2 separate regions of the Mus musculus genome follow, and region 1 is linked to region 2. A link is a contact called in public Hi-C data. All regions are on one chromosome and are shown on one strand. The core of a region is the stretch at or near the end of the contact, and the rest is flanking DNA. Distances in the headings are between cores, read along the strand shown. Region 1 has its middle 45 kb from the start of Fam114a2. Region 2 has its middle 11 kb from the start of Gm46260.

Region 1 (4,760 bases), core at 704-3,203, 1.3 Mb before region 2:
GTAATAAAAAATATTTTAAAAAAAGCCTCTGTGATCGACTTTACTGTTCATTTTTGACGTGTGCTATGTGTCTAGGCAACCCCAGGTGCTCTGTGAACCCGATTCCTCTGACTGAGGACTGCCTTCCTTGTTCCCCATCATCCTATTACAAGCAAGCTAGAATTAGATCAGGGTGTCTTGGAATTTATTCTGCCTGACCAGAGTCCTGCTGGCTGGACAGAGAAAAGTAGGGGGGTGTACTGGCTAGTTTTGTGTCAACTTGACACAGGCTGGCGTTATCACAGAGAAAGGAGCTTCAGTTGGGGAAATGCCTCCATGAGATCCAGCTGTAAGGCATTTTCTCAATTAGTGATCAAGGAGGGAGGTCCCCTTGCGGGTGGGACCATCTCTGGGCTGGTAATCTTGGTTCTATAAGAGAGCAGGCTGAGCAAGCCTGGGGAAGCAAGCCAGTAAAGAACATCCCTCTATGGCCTCTGCACCAGCTCCTGCTCTCTGACCTGCTTGAGTTCCAGTCCTGGCTTCCTTTGGTGATGAACAGCAGTATGGAAGTGTAAGCCAAATAAACCCTTTCCTCCCCAACTGCTTCTTGGTCATGATGTCTGTGCAGGAATAGAAACCCTGACTAAGACGGGGGGGGGGGGGGGGAGGAAGATAATGGCTGGTCTTAGCATCTTATGTCTGGCTTAGACAGCTCGCAGGTGGGAAACCTCAAACATACCTCTTACCTTCGTGTCTTGGTTTCTGATTCCATAGCTTTGGGAATCAAAACAGGAAACAGGAGCCAGTGGGGTAAGGCAGCAGTGAAAGGTACTTGATGCTAAGCCTGAGTTTAATCTGTGGGATCTACAATGGTGGGAGGAAAAAAAAAACACACAACAACTCCTGAAAGTTGTCCTCTGACTGCCACACAAATGCCCAGGCATGTATGCGTCCCTTACCAACAACCAACCAACCAACCAACCAACCAACCAACCAACCAACCAACCAACCAACCAACCAAGTAAAACAAAACGAACTATAAAAATTCCCACCAAAACCCAAACTAGAAATCTGCTCTGGATTCCAGAGTGCTTGGCTCCATCTGCTGGCCAGTTTTGGTCACTGTACCTTTTTGCCATAATGCACACGCATAACGTCCTCTGTTATATTGCGGAAGACTGAGGCTTCTAGGACATTTCGGTCTACTGGGGAGGCTGGGAGAAGGCTGTGCACATCACAGTTATCCTGAGAGTCCAGTGAGTTGCTGTCACCTCTGGGTCACACTGGTGGTGTTTTCAGCCCTCTGGATCTTGATTCATGATAGAGAATTCCCACGTGTTAGGATTGTCAGGTACTGGAGACCCTAGGGCCTGATATTTCTGATGGTCGCTGTTTTTGTTAGAGTTTTATTGCTGTGGAGAGACACCATGACCAAGGCAACTTTTATAAAGGACAACATTTAATTGGGGCTGGCTTAACAGTTTCAGAGGTTTAGTCCATTATCATCATGGTGGAAAGCATGACATCATCCAGGCAGACTTGGAACTGGAGGTGCCAAGAATTCTACATCTTGATCTGAAGGCATCCAAGAGGATACTCTACTGCAGGCAGTCAGGAGGAAGCTCTCTTCTATAGGCAGCTAGGAGGAGGCTCTCTTCTGTACCAGCAGAGCTTGAGCACTGGGAGACCTCAAAGCCCACCTATAGTGACACACTTCCTCCAACAAGGCCACGCCTCCTAATAGTGCCATCCCCCCCTGGGCCAAGCATTCAAACCACCACAGTCACAGAGGCTCATGCAAAAGCAGGACTTGCTCCAGCTCACACACTCAGGTCCTAGTTTTCCAACACCAGATCCTTAGTGCACAGGCTGCCTCCTCCGTCTCCAGACTTCCTGTCCTGGCTGATCCTTCTTTTCCTTTTCCCCTGAAGTCAGGAGAGCTGAAGCAATAAGCACAGTGCTCTATCCACTTGTTGCCATGGCAACCGCCTCCTCCTGTTCCTGGCTTCAGTCTGACTTGGGGTGTTCAGCCTCCTCTCCAAGCCAGAGCATTCCTGGCGGGATGGACCGTGGAGGGAGAAGGGAGGAGATCCCCTGTATTTGCCTGCAGCTCTGGCCCCCTTCCCTTTCAGCCTCTCGGAGCCTCAGGTTCCCCCAGCCAATCAGTTCTGTGAGATGGCCAAGGATGATGAAGGGGTGGTTGGGTGTAAAGTGCTCTGGGAGTTAGTGAGCATTCAATGTCCATCAGTCAGGACCCTAGGAGCTAACTGCTGTCTGGTTAGCGCAAGAGCTTATGGAGCCCCAGAGCAGGGAGACACATGGAGAGCTGGAAGGCAATTCACAGAGAAGTGAGAAGAAAGGACTGTGGCGAGCGGATGGAAGCACTTCCCATGTTCAGGGACTGGCAGGATTAACATTGTGAAGGTGGGCATATTACCAAAAGAGATGAACAGGTTCAATGCAGACCCCATCCAAAGTCCAATGACATTGTTCACAGAACTAGAAAGCACAATGCTAAAACCCACAGGGGAAGCACAAACACCCTGCACAGCCAAAACGACATTGAGCTAAGAGCAATGCTGGAGAGATGACGCGAATCTTAAGCTAGGTGACACTTACAGCAACAAAACAGCCGGAACTGGCACGAAGCACGGCCTGTCGACCAGCAGAAGAACCCTCCCCACCACAGGTACGAAAACATACACTGGAGGAAAGATGGCCTCTGGACATGCTCGCGTAGAAGACTGAACTGGACCTGTGTCATGCTCAGCCAAGGTCAGCTCAAAGTGGCCCACCTTAACGAAAGGGCTGAAACTTTGAAGTGAATAGAGGAAGACTCTTCAAATCTGTGGGCATGGGTGAGGTGGAGGTAGAGGCAGGAGGATCAAGAGTTCAAGGTCATCCCCCGCTACATATCCAGTTTAAGTCCAGCCTGGGTTGCAGGAGCCTCAGCCTCAAAAATGATACAAAACAATAAGATCAGAAGTAAAACAAAGACATGAAAATAATGTTTAGTATTTTTATCCACTGGAGAAATGCAATTCAAAACTACCGTTGAGAGTCCATCTTAACCCAGTCAGAATGGCTGTTCAAGAAGACATGCTAGCCGTGGGAGGTGGAGAGAGAGAGAGAGAGAGAGAGAGAGAGAGAGAGAGAGAGAGAGAGAGAGAGGATGGATCCTCTACCTTAGCACTGAGTATCCGTTTCCACAGTTCACCTGCCCCTCCTGCATTGTTGTCTCTGAGACCCCCTAAACATTTCCAGCAATTGCACGACAGTTTTTTTTTTCTCTCTCTCTCCAAGTCACTTGGCTTGGTGGCGGCTTTGGGGAGGAAGCTCCTAGTTCTTCAGGGAAAGTGCGTGTTGCAAGCTGTGACAAATACTGCTGCCGTGTTCTGCACAACAGACTGGCTGTCACCCTGGGTACCCTCCAGGACCCATTGAAGACTCTATCCTCCACAAACCATGCACAGAGCTGCCAAGCTCCCAGTAGCTGGTTTGGTCTCCTTGAAGCGAAGGACCTGCCCACACGCAGCTCACGCTGTAGCTACTTGGAGGCCTTTGCTGATTGATGCGAGTCCGTTCCCAGGGTTCTCAGCTGCCAAAGCTGTTCCTGCTGGCCCCAGCTCACCTTTTCAGTGTGTTGTGAAGTCTTCTTGGGTGACCTGTAATACAGGAATCCTCCCTTTCCAAACGTCTCAGGACCTCTGTGCCCAGTGTAGCAGAATTATGTCACATCAAGGCCTCTTTTACTAGGTTATGAGCCCATTAGGCTTCCTGTGTGAGTGGAACAGAAAACTGCTAAGTTAATTTGAGTTAATAGAATCTGTTAAATATAGAGGCTGGGTCTGGGTCTGGGTCTGGGTCTGGGTCTGGGTCTGGGTCTGGGTCTGGGTCTGGGTCTGGGTCTGGGTCTGGGTCTGGGTCTGGGTCTGGGTCTGGGTCTGGGTCAGGGTCTGGGTCGTCTGGGTCTGGGTCGTCAGGGTCTGGGTCTGGGGGTCTGGGTCTGGGTCTGGGTCGTCGTCGGGGTCGGGGTCTGGGTCGTCGTCGGGGTCGGGGTCGGGGTCGGGGTCGGGGTGAGATGGTTCAGCTGCTAAGGTGCCTTGGAGACAAGCATGGGCTAATGTTCCATCCCCAGAATCTCACGTTTTAAGAAGCCAGTGTTTTCTTGTATAAGACTTATACTTTCTTGGTTAAATTTATTGCAAGACGTTTCATTGTTTCTGAGGCTATTGTGAATGGCCATATGTCCCTGATTTCTTTCTTGGTACACTTGTTGGAGCTGGGAAAGCTACTGACTTTCCTGTGTTAGTTTTGTAGCCTGCTGCTTTGCTGAATGTGTTTATCAGCTTTTTTTTTTCTGGAGTTTTTAGGGTCTCTTATGTGTCAAATCATATCATCTGCAAATAGATACTTTGTATTTTTCCTTTCCTGTTTGCACGTCCTTGTCTCCTTCCGTTCTTATTGCTCTAGTTGAGGCTTCAGTTACAGCATTGAAGAGGGGCGGGGAGAGTGGGCACCTTGTCTTGTTCCTGGTTTTAGAGACAATGCCTTGAGGTTTTCTCCAGTGAGCAGGAGGTTGGCTGTGGACTTGCTCTAAACTGCCTCCATTGTGTCGAGCTGCATTCCTAGCAAATCTAGCTCCAAAAGGATTTTGTCCGAGGCCTTTTCTGCATCTAATGAATTTTTTGTCCTTAGATCTTTTTATGTGATAGATTACATTTGTTGATTTACCAATATTGAACCATCCCGGTGTCTCTGGGACGAAGCCAACTTGATAA
Region 2 (5,039 bases), core at 987-3,486:
TTCATACCATAGACTCACCGGGTCCCTTTGAGTAGTAATGTCATGTTGGACCGATACCTACTGTTTCTAGTCAGAACCCTTCATCAAAGCTGAAGCAGAAACTTTACACGCATATACATTCCCTTTGTCCCTTAACCAAACAACCTTAGACTAGGCTCCCAATGCCTATAACCACACATTTCCTCATTCATAAAAGGGAGAACTGCAAAGCTGGAGGGCAACCATGCTGAGTGTGGTGCCTCCATGTCTTTCTTGATGAGGACCAGGGTTTACAAGGGTGCTCTCTTTCAGTCCTGTCATTGGATGATGCTGTGACATGGGTTCTATAGGATACCATCCCTGTACTTAAGCATCTTGTGGCTGCATCACGAAGGCCCCTATTGGCTGGAATAAAGCATGACTTTCTATAGCAGACCTGGCTGTGTTGTGCTGACAGTGTAGGCTTGCCTAGGCATGAGATGCTAACAAACCCTGTCTAGATTTATAAGTGGAATAGTAAATTGAGTGTAGATGGAGAGAGGGGGAGAGAGGGAGAGAGAGAGAGAGAGAGAGAGAGAGAGAGAGAGAGAGAGAGCGAGAGAGAGCATGGTATGCATCGATGATCTTAAGAACTGAATAGTAAGAGGCCAGGAGCCGGGGAGTACTCAGCTTCACTAACACTGCTTTACAGGACCTTAAACAGATTCAAGATTTCTTTGGGTCTCATTTCCTTAACCTAGAAAATGGAGACCATCATAATTGGTCTTACAAATCTGAGGGGAAGACTACTTGAAGTTCTGCCCTGAAAGTACTTAGCATAGTTCCAAGTATCTTGATATAACTAGATCAAAGCTATCATCCACACCATCACGATTTAAGATTTCAGCAAGATGTTGTAGTCTCTCTCTCTCTCTCTCTCTCTCTCTCTCTCTCTCTCTCTCTCTCTCTCTCTCTCCCTCTCTCTCTCTCTCTCTCTCTGTGTGTGTGTGGGGGGGGTGCAAGTCATAGGACAGATGGAGAGACAGAGAGTGTCTATGTGTGTGGTATATGCTTACATGGCATGTATGTAAAGTTTCATGTCCTGCTCTGTCACTGTCTAACTTATTCCCTGAGATAGTCACTCACTGGGCCTGGGGTTAGGCTGGTGGCTACGAAGCCTTTTGTTTCTTCCTAGTCTCCCCACAGAGCTGGGGTTACACACATGCACAGACATACATAGCTCTCCATATGGGTACTGGGGATTTGAACTCGGGTCTTTGAGTTCAAGTAAAGCAAGCAGTCTTATGCACTGAGCCATCTCCCCAGGCCCTGGTTGAAGTTTTATGCAGCAGCTCTCTCATAAAGTTGGTCAGTGCACAGTGATCAGGTGTTACACTCTGCACCTCCAAGGAATCAGGGAGACACTGCACTTCTCCACGAGTACTGCTGACAGGCCCCATGGTGGGTGAATGTTCAGCATCAACCTCAACTTGACTCCCTAGATCCCATTCTCCTCTGAAATGTGCCTATTCAGCAAACAATGCAACACTTAGTATTTCTACATCCCATGAGTTAGATCATCTCCTCCCTGAATGAGTTAAGGGAACAGAGGCACACACAACAAGGCTCACGAACATGCCCTAGAGTGTGTTCCAACAGGAAGTATGTGTGACGCTATGGTTCATTTCCAGAAAGATTGGCACAGACTCTGGCTGTCACTGCCATGCCTGGGGTCATAAGCCAGCCTCATGCCCTGCCTTCTCAGGCCAGCCCTTCTTGAGTGTTACTGGGTCTCCTCTCCAAAACACCAAATGTCTCGGGTGGACCCGCCATTTACTCTGATCCTCCACCCCTCCTCATATATCCTAACCCACCACGCATCTTCTTCTATATCCCACACTCCCAACTACAGCCTGAGATATCCATCCGTATTTTTTCCAATATTTCCTCCCACGGTGCCGTCAGCCTCCCTCCCCAACGCATACTACTCGCTCTATTTCACTTGCAAGCAAAGGGGACCAGGTGGCATGTCCTAATTTTGTGCGTCTGTGACTTCACTTACCCGACTAAGCTGTGATCGCCAGGAGGCAATCTCAAGCTTTGTCTTGTTATTTTGTTCTCACGGCCATCCGCCTACTTTAACATGGCTCAGACATCTTAGAAGACAGATTGATGAGTAGTATCAGTTTGATAGCGTCCCCTCATACCCCACCACCACCACCACCACCATCACCCTGCATGCGCCACCTCCCGCCCCTGCAAAATTAAAGGAACTATTTTGTACGCTAGTCTAGAGCGCCATCTGGTGGTTATTCCTTAAACAGCTTACAAATAGTGTGCTCTAGAGGTAATTCTCTGCTCAGCTAAACAGAAGTGAGCTACATACCAATACATCAAGAAGAAGCAGGTAATGTCAAATGAACAGAATCCGCTCTACACCAAGGAAACCACAAATGTGTGAATGCATAGATTCATGTCCTAAGAAGGAAAGATCAAATGTCGGATGAACCAGGTGTGGAGCTTGCCCTGGCCCCTATTTCATGCCTGCCTATTAATCCTTAAAGAGTAGGCAAGACTATTTCTCTCTGGCCTCATTTGCCTAACATATTTTAACTATAGGAGTAAAGTGGACCTTTGAATCATGTCTTCCCATGTCATCCACAAACGAAGATGTGAAATTAACCTTACATTTCTGATGCCAATATGTCAGGATTTTAAACGCATCTCACAGAAGAGTGGCCTGTCCTCAGCACTGAGATTTTCATTTAATAATCCACATCTTCTGGGGAAATATTGTTTACCGGTGTGGATACCTTTGTTCAAACCAGTGGGGTTTCATAAGGCTTTCTCACATCTCCTCGGTTTTAGTTAGCACACCTGCCCCAACTTCTACCCTCATCCATCTGGAAACTTTAAACAGAAGTATTATTCACAAGTGACTGGTCAGAGAGGCTTCAGAGACATCTGAAACAAACAACACAAGCTATTGCCATTACTCCCGTGGTTGTCCTCTGTCACTAGATAGTAAGAGCCTATTGCTGGAGATACCACACACTTCCCTTGAACTAACCAGGAAGCTGTGTAGCTCACCAGCTTTTATCACGTGAAAGTGCTAAGCAGGCTGAGGGGGGGGGTGGAAAGCTCCTGATGGTCTGACCCAAAGCTGGAGTCTGCAAACAGCAGCCACCCGTGAGGCAAGATGTGCTCGCTTGTGCAACTTTGATGAGACTCTTTTATGGGATGTGGTAGCTGGAATAAACATGGCCCCCAAAGGCTCATGTATTTGAATGCTTTGTCATCAGGGAGTGGCACTACTTGGGAGGGATTAAGAGGTGTGGCCTTGCTGGAGAAACTGTATTATTGGGTGTAGGCTTGAAGTTTTCAAAAATCCCACACCAAAGCAGAGCATCTCTCTCTCTCTCTCTCTCTCTCTCTCTCTCTCTCTCTCTCTCTCTCTCCCTCTCCCTCTCTCCCTCCCTCCCTCCCCCCTCCCTTCTCTCTCTCCTGATATAAAACTCTCAGCTCCTTATTCATCACCATGTCTGCCTGCCTGCCACCATGCTTCCCACCTTGATGACAATAGGCCAAGCCTCAGAAACTCTATGTAAGCCCCCAATCAAATGCTGACCTTTATAAGAGTTTCCATGATTATAGTGTCTCTTCACAGCATTCGAACACTGACTAAGATGGGACAGGGGAGGCAACCAGTCTCTTGATTACATCTGAAGCCTGCTCATAGGACAGAACTCATACGTAGTACCACACACATGGTCAAAACCCATGGCCAGAAAAGTCGTGGACCCTATGCTTATTTGATAAGTAGACACGTCAAACTTTCTTCTAACTACTCATGTTTTTATCCACAGATTTGTCCGACCTCACTTTAGGCAGAAAAGCTTCTTGCAAACTCATTAGCAAGCTGTGTGCTGAGGATGAGTGGCTGAAAGCTGAGCTAGAGATGGGCCATCTAGGTCACTGCAAGCCCCAGGACTCAGGGGACGTCACGGAAGAGGGGGGAAGAGTGTTAGAGTCAGAGGATGGTGAGTGCTGTGAAATGTCTCCTCTTGACATGACTTCTTGCACTCATGCGATCATGACAGCTGCAGCTACCTGCACTAGACTGAGCCAGTCAATGATTCCAGCATGGAGTTAGGAGGGTCTCCCAAAGTCCCATCAGTGTGAAAGACAGACAGGGGTACCAGTGTTCAATGGCCAGAGGGACCTTTGTAAACCTTACTTACACTCTCAAGGAGTGATAGAGTTGACAGAAGGGCCAGAGATTTGAATACTCTCAAGGGTTAAGAATGGACAATGGCCAGAGGGACCACTGTATGTGTTTACATTTTAAACACGCTCTATGCTGTTTGAAAATATCTCTGGAATAGATATGTTCCCTAAAGAGTTTACCTGTCCAGGAAATTAACGGGTCTATGGGTTGGCTATGAGAGGGGAGATAATGTGCCTTCATTCTTTATGAGAAAGCCTCCATATGGTAATCTGATGAGTCTGGTGGTTCCAGGGACTGGATTTAGCTATCTCTCTGCTAATGACCTTCTGGGTAGTACAGCATGTCACATCTCTTCCTAGGACCAGACACAGACACAGTCCCATTCATTTGACCAGTGATTTGAGTCCTGCAGCAAGATCCTTGGCTATAAAGGTGTAAATTCCAAGGGAAGAATTCATCCCCCAAGGTCCTCTCATCCTATAAATAGATGACCAGCTACCAGACATCAAAGTCAGACCAAGGAGGTATGACATAGGGCAGGCACCATGGATGCAGAAAGGACAAACTTGCTTTCTATTTAAGGCTACCCAAGCCAGTTCATTCATAAGGCATATCGGCTTCTTTAGTCCAAATAGAATGGCCATTTTGAAGGATTAGTTGGCTGGGAATATAACCACACAGAACCTCAGAGATGAAGAGAGATGTGGCTTAAGAGAGACAGGAAAGAAAGTGCACCCGCTGCATCTGTTTGCACTGGCAGAAAAAAAAAGTGAGAAAGTATGAATGTTCTAGGCCAGGAGACAAAGTTCCAGCATGCGATGAAAAGAAGACTCTCAGGCTGGAAGGATACTGA

What was found. Hi-C and Micro-C count contacts between places; a contact is called where the count stands out from the background.
Region 1: a Hi-C map of cerebral cortex shows a contact between it and region 2, with 7 times the contacts expected there. The contact joins two enhancer-like sites. A contact is called at or near these places in 1 of 39 promoter capture datasets (embryonic stem cells), 7 of 15 datasets of contacts at CTCF or cohesin (the NIH/3T3 cell line, embryonic stem cells, large pre-B cells and 3 more), 185 of 484 Hi-C or Micro-C datasets (the 3T3-L1 cell line, the AML12 cell line, B cells and 102 more), 16 of 115 datasets of contacts at active chromatin or transcription factors (the NIH/3T3 cell line, PVALB interneurons, astrocytes and 11 more) and 2 of 9 other capture datasets (embryonic stem cells and embryonic tail).

What each region holds. Positions count from the first base shown.
Region 1 is chr11:57,471,669-57,476,428 of GRCm38.p6, reverse strand. No RefSeq gene overlaps it. Among named protein-coding and RNA genes, the nearest start is that of Fam114a2, 45 kb to the left of the region's middle. Within about 2 kb of position 1,953, at least 7 of the 459 cell types and tissues checked have an H3K27ac peak or open chromatin away from gene starts, as enhancers often do. A contact at or near this core is called in cerebral cortex, where this site is marked.
Region 2 is chr11:56,128,653-56,133,691 of GRCm38.p6, reverse strand. No RefSeq gene overlaps it. Among named protein-coding and RNA genes, the nearest start is that of Gm46260, 11 kb to the right of the region's middle. Within about 2 kb of position 2,236, at least 9 of the 459 cell types and tissues checked have an H3K27ac peak or open chromatin away from gene starts, as enhancers often do. A contact at or near this core is called in cerebral cortex, where this site is marked.